Linked DNA regions of Rattus norvegicus: region 2 is linked to region 1. Evidence: chromatin contacts called from public Hi-C data. All regions are on one chromosome and are shown on one strand. The core of a region is the stretch at or near the end of the contact, and the rest is flanking DNA. Distances in the headings are between cores, read along the strand shown. Region 1 holds the start of Slc38a2 (solute carrier family 38, member 2). Region 2 has its middle 83 kb from the start of Slc38a2.

Region 1 (4,878 bases), core at 1,357-3,856:
AGGAAAACTACACACTCAACGTACACATGCTCAGGTACTTGGAAACAGCAGGTCTTCCCTCCTGACTGCTCTGACAGCACTGGGAATCTCGCACGCCCGGCGAGCACTTTACTGCTGACCCTTCAATCATATATCACCCACAGGTAAGTGACCCCAACACGGGCAACCTCTAAACATGACTTGTGGGAAGAGGATCAGCCAAAATAACTTTAAAAAACAAAAACAAATTGGTAGGCTCTTATTTAAAAGTCAGGCACCAATCATACGGATCTTGAAAGACGGTATTTTTTTTTTAAAGGTGAGTTTGCTTTTTAGCATCCAGAAAATTATGACTCACTTGTTCTAAGACAAATATGTTCTAGGCTAGGTAAATATCACCACACCTCATATACCTCGAACTTGCTTTTCCTTGTGTGTGTATAAGGGTCACAGGGTTTAGGGCAAGACAGTCGACATGGAACCTATTTGGAGCCACTCCACTTCCGCTTAGACCAAAAGTTCCTTACTCTAGACTTATCCGATCTCTTTCAGTTAGCAACACCTTCTGGAAAGACTGGCTTTTTTAACCCGTCAGTTTTAAGCGCTACCCCGAGTTCTAACTTGCTTTCACAAGGACACACGGTACACATTAGAAACAGATTCGGATTTCTCACACTTTAAAATCTAAGTTATTTTTTTTAAACACTTTGAGAACAGCAAGCTGCTTTTTTTTTTTCTCCTGGAGCCAAGAATACGTTTATCATATTAACTGCCCCGCACGGCAGGCTCACTACTTACACATACTTACATAAAAAGAGCAATTCCAGTATTAGCCATGGCATAAGAAAGCCCAAGGATTCCACTGCCCACAATCGCATTGCTCAGATTAAATACTGACATTCCAAAGGAAGTAGTACCTGGATGCTACACAGAGGGAAACGATAACCAAACATATAACAATAATTAAAAGGAGAAAAACCACCTTTGGGCAAGTCAGATTTGAAATCTAAAAGTAACACTATTCGTTTACTCCACAAAGCCAGGCACATAAAGAGTACTGTCAACTTACAAAGTCTGTTTCGTACTTCTTCTTCCCCAGATTCGATTCAAGTAAAAAGTTCTGGTTTTCGGGGTCCACGTCCACATAATGGCTGCAAAAATTAAAAAAAAATTTTTTTTTTTAAAAAAGACCATTGTCACCCAACGGAAAGATAAGAACACCACGTTTTTTTTATAGTTTACATAGATAGAGTAAGATAGCCCTTCAGTTCCGCTTAAGTTAATGCAGGACTCGTCACATGGGCTAGGTGTTCTAGAAGGCAATACGATCGGTCATGCAGTAACAACCGGGTAATTTAGGAGGCTACTCTCTCCGGGGCTGTGTGAGCAAGGGAGAAGACCGGAGCCCTGGGCGAGCCTTCTGGTTCCTGGGTGTGAGCGTTAGCCTGTAACCGATAAGCAATCCCTCCAGCCCCGAGGCGACCGTGTGTGCAAGGTCTTTTTTTTTTTCTTTTTTCTTTTCTGCAAAGCTCACTTCTCCCACCTTTTTAGAGCAGCCTGCTTCGTGGGGTATGAGTAGTTGAAGTCACCGTTGGAGCTGTAACTGCTGCTGTCCTCATCCGGGGAGATGTTGAACCTTCCCATTTCGGTCTTCTTCATGCTGATCCGGAGGAACGGTGTTCAGCGCGCGGCGCGAGCTTCCTTTTGTCCTTGGCGGCGCACTGGCCCTCGAGGCTGCCTGCGAAGGTAGAAGGCGGCGCGTCAGGACTGCGGCGCCCGCCCGCCCCCGACCACGTGACGCCGCCGGGCGGCGCAGCGCGGCTGATTCATCCCCCGCCAGGCGAGTGGAAAAGTACCAGGCGAGCGAGGGGCGGGGGCGCGGAGAGGGGCGGAAAAGTACCGACGGCGGGGCCGCGAGAACAAAGATGCGCCGCCGCGGCGCCCCTCCAGCCGCCCCGGCGCCGAGCCCGGTCCCCCCCGCCCCAGCCGGGGCTTGTTTACAGGGCACACGCCGAGCCCTCCCGCGGCCGCGGCTGCCCGGGGTAGCCGGCCGCCGGCCCCTCCTCTGCCCCGGGAGGAACTGATGCAATACCGAGGGGCGATTGTCAAGCCCTCTCGGCTCGCCTCTCCCCACGCCCGGACTCCACGATGGGTTTCCAAGCCAATGGAGTCACAAGACCCCGGCTTGCAGCAGACAAGAGACCCGCGCGCGGCTCCCCCTCCCCCTAACGGGAGGTTGCGGCCGGGTGCCCGCAAGCCCCCACTTCTCCCGCCGCCGGCGCCGCCCGCGTCCCCGCTACCGCCCATCCCCCGCCTCACCTCGGTGCTCTTCCTGCGAGCTGGCCCACCTCACGGCAGCGTCTCCCGCGGGCTGTCTCGGTCACACCAGAATTGTAAAACGAGGCAAAAATAAGTGTGGTCGGAGTCCCCCCCCCCTTTTTTTCCTTTCTTTTTTAAATTAAAAAAAAAAGAAAATCCCCGCAATCCAACAGGCACAAGAGATGGATTTTTTTCTTTCTTAGATTTAATTATTCAAGAGATTATAAAAAGAAAAAAAAAGCGGGGAATGGCGGTCACGATCCTCCAGCAGAGACTAAGGGGTGGTGGCGCGGGCGACGGCGTGGCGCGGTGTGGAGCTGCCTCCGGAGCGCGAGTTATAGCGGCCTGGAGCCGCGTCAGTGGGCGGGGCGCGGGCGTTCGTCTTTGTGTATCAACAGCACCTGGGCTCCGCCTCCCTGCTGCTGCCCCGCACCCCGAGTCGGGGGGCCAGCCGCACCCCGCTTTCCCGTGGCTCCGGCTGCCGTGGCACCGCAGCCCCGTGGGTGGCCGCCACCCGCGGCTGCCGTAAGGAGCCAGCTCCTTAGATTCCCTCCCAGCGCGGTCTCCAACGCTGCGTTTCGGGGACACATCCGGCGTGTGTGCGGTACCCTACACCCCCAGACACCCCAAACCACCCCCAGCCCGCGACTTAAGATTTACGTTAAGGGTTTTTCTCCCGCAGAACTTGAGCCAGCGCTGCCACGCTGCCCGGAGGGGCCCGGTTGTGTTCTCGATCTTTCCACCTAGATGTGCTTTCACTCTCCACAACTAGCCTGGTGAATGAGGGGCGGCTCGCAGTTCCGTGGCGGGATAGACTTTGGGGTTGCACGTGTCACAGCGTACTAGGGACGGTTGCGTTGGACCAGCAAGCCCTTAAAAGGGGTTCGGGGATGGGAGACCCAGCCCTTCCGAGGCCGCCTAGGGGCGCCCTGTTCCCTCTTGCCCGACACTTTCCCTCCTGCCTCCACCCCACCCCTGGTGTTAGCGTCTCCTCCAGCTTCCAGCGAGCGCGCGCCCTCGTTGGAATGTAGGCCTGGAGCTTTCTCTGCGGCCCGGATCCCTCGGTGGAGCTGTGGTCTTGCAGAGTCGGGCGACCCGGGGAGCCCCTGAGACTAGAATATTCGGTGCTGCCGGAAAGGCGAGGGCCCTTCCCTTTTGGGTTGAACAAAGACCCCCGAGGAGAGAGAAAAATGCTGCTTGAATGGAGGAATAAACAAACGAGTTTGACCTAGTGCTCTCTTCCTTTGGGGGACGTGGGAGAGATTGGGCTGGGCAGAGAGGAAAGGGCTGGGTGTGATCACCGTTTTTTGCCTTCAATGTTTTCCTGAGGAAATCTGTAACGCTGGCTATTTCCGTGGCACGTAAGACTTGGGGTGCCTTCAGCCTGTGCCAGTGTTCGTGATTGACAGGGCAGGACCCCATTTCCCCTTTACACACTGTTCCTCATCCTAAACCTTTGGTCCCGCCAGCCACACTTAAACAATAGTCTTACATTAATGCTGCACGTCCCCTCGCCCCTCTCAAGTGCCACTGTCGCTTTAGATTTAAGAACCAGGAACGCCCTTTTTTCAGCCTCCCTTGATTAAAGCCCCCCCCCCCTCAGACCTCTTTTTGGCAGTTCTGTTTTCTAAACTTTGGGGTGTCCCAACTTTATAAATCTGTGCTGTCTTGTACAGTCCTCAGATTGTTCAAATTTGTGGTCTTGTGTCGACAGTCTCCCCATGGAGACCGAACTCTCCTCAGACCGGAGGTGAGGAACTCGACGGATAATCAGAACTAGAAAAGTCTTGATTACCTTCTTTCCAAATGCTCACCCCAGTAACATCCGAGCAGCTCCTCTCAGGAAAAGCTTGGTGGTGGGCTCGAGGAATCCTGGGAAATTCCTTTCTATCGGGTTTCAACTGATAAAAATCAAAAGGTCTTAAACCACTTTTTTTTTTTTTTTTTTTTAATTCTAGGTAAATCTCTTGCCCTCTGAATACTCCGAGGTATTCAGGAAGTTCTGTAGGTTGTTGGTCATGGCTGCAATTCGAAATACAACTACATCTATTGTCCTTTGGACTTTTTGGTGGTGGTTCCTGCTATAGGATAGTTAAGGGGAGGGAAGAAGAGAAGGAGGGAGGGAGGGAGGGAGGGAGGGAGGGAGGGAGGGAGGGAGGGAGATTGATTGATTTAGAGGCCTTTATCCGAGTTTCTGGATGGTCAGAAACAGAATAGTTCGTGACCAAAACAAAGCAAAAAAAAAAAAGTGATTTTTTTTTCTATCACCATTTTGATTCTTCCAAACAGCGACCCAAAAACACATGAGTGGGCCTGGAGAGATGATGGCTCAGCGGTCAAGAGCCCTGGCTGCTCTTCCAGAGGATCCAGGTTCTAGGTCTCAGCACTCGAATGCCAGCTGACTCAGCTGACTATCGTGATAGCCAGCCCTAACTTGGCGACACTGTACCCAGAAAGACACAATTCTACCCCAGGCCCACCTACTTTAATTATTAATGGCACTTCTTTCTAAAATGGCCAGGTCTGTGTAACACTTTATGCATTGGAACCCTAACACTACCACATCTAACTCCAGCTCCA
Region 2 (5,083 bases), core at 2,530-5,029, 84 kb after region 1:
AATTGCTTTGGAAGCCTGTCTGTCAGCTGCCCCTGTCACTCAGCCCTCAAGGGCAAGCCGTTGTCATCCACCAAGAATTGGAACAGGTGGAACTCGACGCCAGCAATGTGACACATAGAGGAAGGTCAGCGGGTGACTCAGTTCTGGAAGCTTGAGTCAGGTGTGGTAGAGGTGACCTGGAATCCAAACCCCTCCTGGAGGTTCCTGCAGCAAAAGGCCTTTAAGCAGCTTTGTTACTGAAGGGTCAATTCCAGTGTTAGAAAGGTGACCAGTTCAGTACAAGCGCCCCCCACACAGCTACCTGCTTGCCTTACCCTGGCTTCCACTGTGAACAAGAGTGGTTCTGGAAACTCATGGGGGAAGAACTTGGGGGTGGGAGGGTGGAGGGCTTGGGACTGTGAGGAGGCTTGCTCCAGGGTTCAGACACACACACAGAGCTCAGGGCCAGGGCAGGCCTGTGTGCTGAAGCCAGCCAAGGAAGGGGTTCATGAGAAAATGCTCCCGTTTCTCGCTTGTTCTCCTATGGTTCCGTTCTGTCGTCGACTTGCTATTTATGCTTTGTGAGTCCCAAATCTCAGGCCAGGTTGACCCAACCTCAAAAGAGTCCGCTTGTACTTTGCTCAGGTGGTCAGTCCTCCCTACTTTGTTCTGCTAGCCAAGCTGACAGCTTCAGTCTATGGAAGAGAAAGAAGACGACCTCTCGGGCGCGAACCTCTTGCATCGAGGGAAGGCCCACACTCTAAGCCAGGTGTCCCTGACTGGTGGCTGTGTCGCATCTGAGGTGTGACATCATCTCCCAGTGTCTGGGTCTGACTTCTGTGTCTTGAGGGACAGTGACTGCAAATGCCCTAGAATGCTCTGAGGTGAGGGGCTGATGCATACAGAGCTCCTGGACACCCCTGAGGTCAAGTCTACACAGTGCAAGCATTGGGAATACTCCGCTCATGATGTCAGGGCTATATCTGCTTGACAGGATTAGTGGAGGAAAGTGGTAGGGAGGTGCTTTGTGTTGAAAAGAATGCAAAGCCGGGTGATCTCCCTTTCCCCGTTTTTTTCAGGGTCCGTGTGTGTGTGTGTGTGTGTGTGTGTGTGTGTGTGTGTGTGTGTGTGCGTGCATTCTGCTTTAAAGCTCCCAATTCCTTTCTTGGGAAGGTTTTGCTAAAATCTGTAAGTTTAGACTATGGCGTGGAAAAAAAAAACCCACCCATATCCTCCGGTTATTGATGTTTTAAAACATTTAAGTATTTTGACCTAAATCCTAAAGAACAAAGCCAATTGTTTAACTAAAAAAAGCAGAAGGTAAATATTTAGGTTAGATATTTGCAACATCTATTTTCACAATTGCCGAGCTTCCTTCCAAATATCAGAGAAAGAGTTAGGGCTTGGGCCTTTGAAAAGCGTGGGAAAGCAAGGATGAGAGGTAAGCCTGGTCATAAACGTCCTTCCTTCCATTTCAGAGAGATCCTCGAGCCTCAGAGGTGGGCCCCGGCTGGCTCCTTTAAGTGGTTTCATAACGTGTATCTTTGGAAATCCTAATTTCATTTAAACGGAGAAGGTTGACGGTGAACGAGGCAAAGTGTTAAACAAAACACAGCTCTGGGAAAACAGAAAGTGCTTTTCATTCTGCCTGTGTCTTTCTCCTTCCCAGTCTCCTGCAGGTCAACTTAGGCTCAGTGGCCTTGCTTTCCAGCTATCATCTATCTGCTTTCTTTCCTGCTCTTCCATTTTTCCTGCGTGCAATCATTTATACACTAACCACCCAGTGTTTGCCCGCCTCGCGTACACACCAGCTACCTCGCAGGGCGCTGTGATGGTTCACACCGGCTGGCCCTTCTCCTTCAGGCGTATTTCTTCATTATTTGACAAAACGATTATTTCAAAGCACAGCCTGAATGCTAGAGAGCAATGAATCATGCCTTGTGTGGTAACCGGAGAGTGAGTATCTGCAACTTAGGATGGAGACCTGGGTGAGGAAGGAAGGTCAGAGGTCAGAGGTGAGACAGGTCAAAAGTGATAATGGCTCGCAATGACAGAGCCCCAGACACAGCAACGTGACCTAATCTGCATTCTTTGCATCCATAAACTAAAGTAATATTCACGATGACTGTTAGCTAGGTCATTCGTTGTAGGAAGGGGGAAACTGAGTCAGAGAAACCTCACTTTAAGTAGTGTTCTTAAGAATTAGAGAGGCCCATAGAGCCCCGAACACAATAATATGAACCTCAAAAGTGTTTTGACAGGATTAAAACGAGGCAGTCGTGGAAAGGGTCTGCATTTGAATAGTCGAGGCGGGGGTGGTGGGGATACAATCTACCAATCATCCATGGAACAAGTAATTCTATAGCCACACCGCGTGGCACGCTTAAAGCAGAGTTTCTTGTGGATTTTAATGCTAACTGTGTGAGTTTGGGGAAGTTGCCTTGCTTCCCTGAGCCTTGGTCTCCTCAGCTAAGGAGAGTAAGGAGCCTGATCATGAGGACGAAATGAAACAGTACATATGCCTAATTTAGCATGCCTAGCCCATGATAAACAGGCCATAGATGTTAGTTTATACCAGTAATCATTACTTCCTGAGAAAAGGGAAGAGCGGTGAAAGTACAAATGACATGGAGATAAAATCTAATTCAAAGTCAGAAGTTTGGATCTCGGGCAACTGAGACAGCGTGTCTTAGGAGACCGATACATTTCCCAGAATAGATGATGGAGCTTTCCGTGGGGCCATAATGGGGTAATGTTTGTCACAGAGGAGGAGAACAGGCTAGAGAGTGGCTGACTCTTTACAGTGGTAGTGAGCACCTTTTGTGTGTCTGGCATTGTGGGTTGGTGGAGAGTAAGGCAGAGAAGCCCTGGCTGGCTTTTCCAGTTAAAAGTGGGTGAGGAAGATCATGTCTAGAAAAAAGACACCCACCCAAACAGGAAAGGCTTTGGAAAGTGAGGCGATCATTGGATTAGGATCAGGATAGACAGTGTGTGTGGGGTCTTCTATCAGGTTCTGTATAGACTATGGGACCCTATTGAGCAACAAGAAGTTGAGAGGTACAACAGAAGACACAGGTATTGCTACAGTAACTAAAGGTTGAGGCACCCTAAGAGATGGGTTTGACCGAGGAGGACAAGAAAGCTGAGATTTCATCTCTTTAATATTAAGACCTCCAGACTCAGATCTCATTTGATGGAACCCATGGTCTAGAGGTAGGGTGGAGGGAAAACGCAGGTTCACATGAATCTATTTGACTTTCTCAAATCTCAGTTTCCCCATCTGTCCCATGTTAACTCTTGAGCCTCCTACATGGGTATAGGAATAACTCAGTTCCGAAGGGGAGCGGGGACAGATAATAGTGTCTCATAGACCACAAAGCCAGAGTGTGGGGATTCTAAGGCAGTGTGATTTTTATAGTCCCAACCACTGCTAGGACCTTTAACAAAGACTACAGGGCTGAAATAACAAACCCAGCAATCTTTTCCAGTGAGGCAAAGCCTCTGGATCCTTGTTCTTAGTCCTTCCATAAGCCACTCCCTTTTGTTGACGTCTTGAACGGGCTATTGGGGTGTAATCGGTTTATCTTAAAATGTCATCTTAAAGCGGCACCCAGGTCTTTGTGGAAACAGTAGCCTCTTCTGGTTCTCTGTCACGGGTGATGGCTCTCCTGCCACCCTCCTCCGTGCCAGAAACTCATCCTTAAATACTTTTAATTGACTGCATCTCTCTGTCCTGTAATTCTAGCTTGCAAAATAAGCTCTCCTAAAAATATCATCCGATGACAAGTCCAGCCTGCCATGCTTTCAGTTTCTCACGTCTTGGGTGACTTGAAGGTGCTCACATCTCCCTAATCCCTTTAGCAGACAGGGTGTAGGGCGGTTCCTCTGTGTGTGCTTCTTCCTTCTATTCGTTGAAGCGTTGTATTTTTTTTTTAATTTAAAATATTTGAAATTTGTTTGCCTATCTACTGGATGCGGACGAGGGAGGTATGCACGCCATAGGGCACATGCAGAAGTTAGAGTACAACTTGTGAGCGTGGTTTTTTTTTCCCTTCTGCCATGTGGGTTCCAGAGGGTTGAATTCCGGTCACCAGACTTGGTGACAAGTGCGTTTACGTTCTCGCCTGTCTTGCTGTTCCTGACACAGTTTTTCTTGTACCTTCATCCCTTGGTCTATAGCTTACTGTTCTAGGACACTGCTCCATAAACACAATAGGAAGCCCTACCTTCCGCCCCCCCCCCCCCAGATCACATTTCCATGCTGGCCCCAAATAGCCTAAAATAAGACTCAAAACAGAGGCACTGTAAAGTGCCATGCCACCCAACAGAAACCAGCTCGCTATATGACTGACCACCTTGAGAAGTCAAGAGAGATGACATCCAAACGGGCCACTTTCCTTCAGTGTGAAAGTGATGTCCTCCCCACTGTCACTCTCACACACCAAGGCTAGTGGAAATGGCACGGTGACAACCAGTCTCCTGTGGCTCTACTGATCTCCCCAGTGTCCATGAATTACATGGAAAGAGCAGTAAAGGCCAACCACTTTTTCTTAGTTTCTGCTTTCCTCACCCATTTGCTGCCTGTGAAGCCAACCTTGGCTGCTCACCCCCTTGGAATTCTGTCTCCTTTATGGGATAAAGGTCCTTATCCACTCATACCCCCAGGGATAGCTAACCAAGGCTGGTAGATTTGAAAGGATTTGCCTTTTGTGCCTTTTGACAGCGGCGTGCGCTGGATCGTCTTTGTCGCTGAGGATCCTGGTGGAAAAAAATGTCTTCAGTGGTGGAATCTGGCCCTTCATCCTACCCATTACGAGCTGGCACTCTCTAAACACCTTTGGCCTCTGGGGTTGAGAATTCCAACATGGAGCTCTCTGCACCTTGACAGCGCTCTTGACAGCTGCCCGGAACTAGAGTTCTGTGCAACCAGGCCAGGTGCACTCGGTGTTTTGGTGTGCTTGCACCACTTCCGGTTGCATGGTTTAGTAACTTCGAGAATTGAAACACTTCCCCTGATTCTCCACATCAAAGTAGGGGGTGGTCCTGGAAGGAAGTAGGGTATGGTGTGCTCCCGAACATTCTGGGGTACAGAGACATGGAGGTC

What was found. A called contact is a pair of places that touch in the nucleus more often than the background predicts.
Region 2: a Hi-C map of psoas muscle shows a contact between it and region 1, with 1.5 times the contacts expected there. The contact joins the enhancer-like site here to the promoter of Slc38a2 in region 1.

The regions. Positions count from the first base shown.
Region 1 is chr7:129,740,013-129,744,890 of GRCr8, forward strand. It overlaps Slc38a2 (solute carrier family 38, member 2), which reads right to left and starts at 2,607. Exons shown (of 16, transcript NM_181090.3): 1 at 2,299-2,607; 2 at 1,523-1,717; 3 at 1,049-1,130; 4 at 788-903. The coding sequence starts at 1,638.
Region 2 is chr7:129,822,917-129,827,999 of GRCr8, forward strand. It overlaps the pseudogene LOC120093719. Among named protein-coding and RNA genes, the nearest start is that of Slc38a2, 83 kb to the left of the region's middle. Within about 2 kb of position 3,780, at least 4 of the 93 cell types and tissues checked have an H3K27ac peak or open chromatin away from gene starts, as enhancers often do.